2 separate regions of the Callithrix jacchus genome follow, and region 2 is linked to region 1. The links are chromatin contacts, called in public Hi-C maps. All regions are on one chromosome and are shown on one strand. The core of a region is the stretch at or near the end of the contact, and the rest is flanking DNA. Distances in the headings are between cores, read along the strand shown.

Evidence for each region. A called contact is a pair of places that touch in the nucleus more often than the background predicts.
Region 2: a Hi-C map of skeletal muscle shows a contact between it and region 1, with 2.2 times the contacts expected there. The contact joins two enhancer-like sites. A contact is called at or near these places in 3 of 3 Hi-C or Micro-C datasets (induced pluripotent stem cells and skeletal muscle).

The regions. Positions count from the first base shown.
Region 1 is chr7:9,622,481-9,625,643 of calJac240_pri, reverse strand. No RefSeq gene overlaps it. Among named protein-coding and RNA genes, the nearest start is that of KLF6, 71 kb to the left of the region's middle. Within about 2 kb of position 1,548, at least 8 of the 16 cell types and tissues checked have an H3K27ac peak or open chromatin away from gene starts, as enhancers often do. A contact at or near this core is called in skeletal muscle, where this site is marked.
Region 2 is chr7:9,668,381-9,671,543 of calJac240_pri, reverse strand. LOC118155226 reads left to right here. Exons shown (of 6, transcript XM_035306677.3): 6 at 1-3,163. Among named protein-coding and RNA genes, the nearest start is that of KLF6, 25 kb to the left of the region's middle. Within about 2 kb of position 1,428, at least 8 of the 16 cell types and tissues checked have an H3K27ac peak or open chromatin away from gene starts, as enhancers often do. A contact at or near this core is called in skeletal muscle, where this site is marked.

The sequences.
Region 1 (3,163 bases), core at 299-2,798:
ACATACTTTCTTCATCTTTGGCTGGGTTTTACCAAAGTGAGTGATTCAATTTCTTAGGAGAGATTGCTGCAGATGAAGAGGGGAATTTCTTTCACACTTGCTCGATTCAGACCAATAGCAGAGCTAGGTAAGCAGCGACCTCACCCTCAGTCATACAGCTTTGCCGACATTACAAAGAAAGGTATCCACACGGATTCAAGGTGGCTGTCAGCTTACTCAGTCCATCGTTTTGACTTTGGAGTGTTTCACCTTAGAGAGCTAACTCTGAGGAAACTGAAAACCTTTGTTTCCACTTTTTATTTTCTAACCAGAAAAGCAATGCCTCTCCTTAAATAGATGTAAAAGAATGGGAGGAAGATAGTAAGGTATGCATGTGTCCCACCAGCTATATGGACACAGTATTTATAGTTCTCCTTGATTTGGAAACACCTTTAGGATCTTTGCAGTAAACTTTTTGGTAAGTTTTAGGTGACGGTAGATGAGAGCGCTTTCTTTTCAATCCGTTCTGAGAACCTGATATTCTTGAATGGTTCTTTAAGCCCAAAATATTTCAGTTGAGTTAAACTTTAACCAACCCAGGTGATGACTGTATATGCAACAAAACCTCGCGGAACGCTTTGCATCAACAAATCCCACAAACCCCAAATTCCTGGAGCATGTGTTATGTTCGTGTTCCAACACAGCCCTGAGATGTCTTCTCACCCTGAGTATCTCAGACACATTCTTCTTATTTGAAAGCTTCACGTGTTACTAAACAACCTCTAGCATATCTCAACTATGTCAGAGATACATCGAGAAGACATGACATCATGGAGCTGATTCTGTTCTTTCGGCTTTGTGTTTAGCTAATGCCCAGCGGAGCGGTGAGTCATGCAGTCCTGTGACCAGCCAGGCGCGTTTCCAATCAGAGCCTGTTAAGATCTTTGACAACAGAACCTGTAGCTGTTTGAAGAGGAGGTTTCAATAGTGACCTGTACCCTTGGTAATAACAGGCTTTCTGTGTAACAAAATGTGTTCTCTGCCTACTGAATAACAAAACACCAATGATGAGGTAACGCTTAGTAAAGCTGACTCATTTCCTCCTTTACAGATGAAAGTTGTCCAAGAACTGACGGTCTCCCAGGGAAATTCTCCTTCAGGTCGTTGTGTGAGTCTGTTTAAAGCACCGTGGACTGTAACACTGGCTTGTCAGTTATTAGGTATATTAACAAGTACACTTTATTACGAAACAGTGTCACATATTTAAAGCCCAGTCCAGTTTTGTCTTGGAATATGTGAGAACTGCTGATTTCAGATACTATTCAGAAGAAAGAGCTTGACTTGTAGGATCAGGTATCCAGGAGATTGAAATTTCTAATTTACTAAAATGTGGAATTCTTATTTGCTTTCATTTTTATTTTCAGCCAAGCAAGGTTTAGTGAGTCTGCAGCTGTCACCCCCAGCATCTCTGTAGGATGGCCTGGTACCCTCCTCACCAGGCCTGCAGGAAGGTGGTAGTGTGGCTTGGGAAGGCTGGGTGGCGGGAGCTCAGAGGGGCGGCAGTGCTCCCACCATGCTGCGGCGGCTCAGCTGCCCAGGCTCTGGGGTTTCCAGCTATGTCATGTCCGCTTGAACTGACTCAGCAGACAGTGCCCTCCTGGAGAACGAACTGCTCTACTTCTCTGAACAGACTGCTCTATTCTCTGAAGCCTTCAGAGAAACGTGATGGAAAACCAGGAGGCCTCGCCTCCTGGTCCAGAGAGATGGAAAATCAAGAGGCCCCTGCCTTCTGGGCTTGCCGTAACCTCCTGTGCTTTGCAGCCAGGCCACTTTTGTAGACGCACTCCTCAAGGCTAGTCAGGAGACATTTATTTTTAAATATAGGGAGCCAAATATGTGGAGAGAAAAGCCACGTGATGCACTCCTCTGCTCGTCTGCGAAGTCATAGCTGGTTTTCTAGGCCTGATTTTCACAGGACTTTCCAAAGACAAAAAGAGGCTCCTCTGCATAGGACGTCCTCGTTCACCTTCCTCCGTAATGCCAGCCTTGCCCTAGGCAGCCCTAGGCTGTCCCCTTTCTCTGCTTGCTATGCCCACCTCAGGGTTCTCCTGTCATTTTCACGGCTGTACCATGCTTTTTGTTGTTAGGAAATCACACGTTGTGAAACACATTTAAAAATAACCCAGGCCTTTCCACTGCTTGGGTAGGGCCGCTTGCTTGTTCGGGGTTGCCAGTGGGAATGAGACCACGTGTGATCACCTCTAAGCCTGCCTGCTTGCTCTGAGGAAACGTTTTATTGAACAGTCACAGACTGCATTCCAGAACGTTGGCCAAACACATTGCAAACGCGTGCCCTTGGGCCCTGGCGCCGCCCACTCCCCTCCTGGGGACTGAGATCTCCTTGCAGAATGCCTGTGTCGGCTTCAGCCAATAACGTTTTTTTAGGAGTGGTTATGGCCCCCTCTTGGGTTCCTGATAAAAGCCCATTGTCATTTTTAGCTTTTGGAAATCCACAGGGCTCTAATTTTGTAAAAGGTGCTTTCCACACCTTATAATCTATTCTCCCAGGGAAGTTTAATCTGAATACTGTGTTGCAGGGTGGAGGTTGGGGGTAATTATTAATACATGTGGGCCCAGAATAGATTGGTCCCATTGTATTTCTCCCTTTTCACCCTAACAAATTAGCGACCCGATGGTACTGATCTCTATTCGGGGTCTGCAAGTCTCAGCCTCGCCTTATCCTTCACCAGCGGGTACAGCAGCCAGGACTGATGGTGCATGTGCCCCTATTTTCCTCCCAGCCTCCCTGTTCCCCTCTCTGTCTCTCACTGATGTGTGTATAAAGTGGGCAGATCTGTAGATCTGCTTTGTATAGCAGGCTTCTATATAAGAGTTCATTTGAAAATGAAGAGACGTACAAAGGCTTTTCTGCTTTTTTTTTTGAGACAGGGTGTCACTCTGCCACCCAGGTTGGGGGGCAGTGTGGAATCATGGCTCACTGCAACCTCGACCTCCCAGGCTCAAGCGAGTCTCCTGCCTCAGCTTCCCAAGTAGCTGGAACTAAAGGCGCACACCACGACACACAGCTAAACTTTTTTGATTTTTTTATTTTTATTTTTAGTAGAAATGAGGTCTCACTATGTTGCCCAGGCTAGTCTCAAACTCCCAGCTTCAAGTGATCCTC
Region 2 (3,163 bases), core at 179-2,678, 46 kb before region 1:
TCTGGCCCATAAGGGTCAGTGTGTTTTGTATTAATCACGCAGTGATCTGAAGGGGAAAACAGAGCGACTCTCCCTGCCAGTGACAGGACAGCCCAGGAGCAAGGGCAGGCTTCTTTCCAGGTGTGGCGATTCTCCGTGGCCTTGGTCATAGTCTGGAGATGATTGCAGAGTGAGTCTTGGGGATGTTGCTTGTGAGAACTGGAGAGGTGTGTGTCACTAACAGAACCTGCCAGGCCCACGCTGGGGTGAACGGGCCTTACAGGAAATGCACTCACAGGTGAGACAACCTTTGGCATCAGCTCCAAACTTTCAGTTCAGAGAACGGTGAGTTCTCGGTACAGGGAGTGGAAGCTGATGTCATCGAAAAGATATTGCCTTGCTTTGAAATCACCAAGTGTGGTCAAAGTTCTCCAGCATATCCACACAGATGAAAAATGTGACTCTGAATCACTATGGGCAGCTTTTTGATAAACAGATATTAAAAAAAAAAAAAAGCCTCATGTGTGGTTTTTCTGAGAATACTACACAGCTTCTATATGTACATTTTGATCCTATTTTCACTTACAACTTTCTCATAAGATTTTGTTAGGAGTGAAAAGCCACAATTAGCTCTAGGCCAAGAGTGAATAATTTCAACAGCCGCTCTAAGATGGTTTATATTTTTGGAGCCATATATGGGTGAAAGTAACGATTTCAACAGGACAAAGAAAAGAAAAGTTTTTGCACACAACAGAATAAAAAAGGTTCAAACTTCCATATGTGAAAAAGTTCAGATTCCCAAGGCTTGCTGAACACAGCTCCAGGGAGCTTTAAAACTTGCTTTCAGTAAAAACGTATTTGAAATGAAATGCTTTACTAACTTTCTGGGCTAAATCAGGAAACTACTTTCACTAATTAATATTAAACAGTTGGCGAGCACAGCACTTCCGGATGTGTTCCTTCTTCATAACTGAAAACTAGTGACATTTTAATTGAATTCTGATGATAATCTTAATAGCATCACTCTACATTGATTCCTTAAAGCAATTTTATATTGCAAATTGTCTTTGCATTCCTTTTAGGTTAGTTACATAACTTGCTTTGCTCAAAGGGTAAAATTAAAGTCTTACTAATGTCAAATGGTTTTGCTTTTCCAGTGTAAACATAGATATGTTAAGGAATGCATAGCAAGTTATCTTATTTTAATAGAGACTCATCAATGTTAGTTATTTAGTGTCTCTCAATAGTATCTCTGGCAAACCACACATGGCCTTCCTCATAGAACTGGGAACGGGCATTGAAATGAATTTCTAAATTATGGCATTTCCTGGCATGCTGGCAGTTGGCTTAATCATCTAAACTGTCAGCTCACACCCTTGACAGCCAGCTCAGGAGCTGGGGAGAGTCCAAATTTGGTGTTTTGAAGGAGCTTACAAGGGTCTCTAGCACTTAATGACTACCTTGAAAGTCATCGATTTCAAAAAGAACATTCCACTGTGGAAGAGCAGCCAAGAGAAGCAAACCTCAGGCAAACACAGTCTGTAACAGAAACAGAAACTCCTAGCAAGAAAATACCATGACCAGCAGTCACAGAGCCAGACAAACTGAGTGACCTCGGCATGCAGAACTGGGTGAGGAGCATGGCCTCATGAGAGAGTTGTTGTTATCATTATTATTAAAGAATTGAAAAGCATCGTCTGAAGTGGTGCTGTCACGGTTAGTTTCGAGGTGGCTTGCTAACTTGCAGGGGCTGGGTAGAAAGCCATGCTGTAAAAGGCATAGGTGCAGCTGACGTAGAACCTTTCCCTGAGGATGAGATGCCCACACATTTCAGGACTCATATACTAGGACATTTTGGGTGCAGAGAAACACTGCACCATTCAGCACTCAGCTACTGTCTCTCTGCCATCAATTTTGTCAAATGTCAAAAAATCATCTATTCAGAGACACCTGTGTGGAAGAGAGGAGTGGACTCTGAGAATTTAGGAGTCAGTTTCCTAATTCAGCTCATCACCCTGTTACTCAGGACCACTTCTGCCTGCCTAGCGGGGAGAAGCTTCAAAGTGCCGGTGTGGGCAGCATTGGGTGGTGCTGGAGGAAATGGCTTGGCTGCAGTTCCCGTGAAAATCTAGGGATTACATCTAGGTAGTCTTTCACCACAGCCCTCCTTCTGCCATCCACACAACAGTGTTCTTGGTGACCCAAGCTGTTCTTCACTGAGTCCTCACCTCATCTTCTCTGCTGACATTTCCCCTAGTTGTGGTGGCCATGCCCACCAGAGAGCCGCTCCCTCTAAGGTGATCCTCCCCCATCTCCTGGCCTCACAGGCATGGCTGCTCCAGAGACCACGATGCATTTCCTCCTCTAAGTCACGTGGGATGCATCCAAGGGCTCCTGGAGGCTCAGCTGTCATTAAAAGAGTGCAACTTACAGACCACACACTTCCTTGTAAAAAAAAAAAAAGAAAAAAAAGAAAAAGAAGAGAAGAGAAGAAAAGAAAACTCTCCTTATAGTCTTCAAATTGTAGAAGGAGGCAAGAGTTAAAAAAAAATTCCTGGAAATGTGAGTTCTTCTCCTTAATGTAGAAATAACCCGTGCTGAAATTCCAGGCACCAAGGCCATTGGCTTGAGCCTTCTTAGTCAATATGTATGACAGACTTTTGAGAGCCTCATTCACTTGTTTATGACAATAATAACTAGAAGACAGTATTAAGCATCTCAAATCCCAAAGTGAATAAAATGCTGAATGAAATAAAAAATGCTCCAAAATCTGAAATGTTTTTGAATGCCGACATGATGCTCAAAAGAAATGCTTATTGGAGCGTTTTGGGTTTTGGATTTTTAGATTTGGGATGCTCAAATGGTATGTTCATTATGCAAATATTCCAAAATCCAAAATCCATGAAATCTTAAACACTTGGGTTCCAAGCATTTCGGATAAGCAATACTCAACCTAAATACACCTATCAATTTTTTTCCTAGCAGGAGAGGAAAGAAAAAGTCAACCACATTGATGTATCAGCAAACATACGAAGTGTTTCTGAGTAAGTGCGAATTGTGGAAAGTCGGGGAGACCAAGAGAGGACACGAACAATTCTGAAGCACCTTCAAAATGCACATAACTGATTTTGTATTGTTTTGTTGCCAAGACTGGGTCTTGCCATGTTGCCCAGGCTGGTCTTGA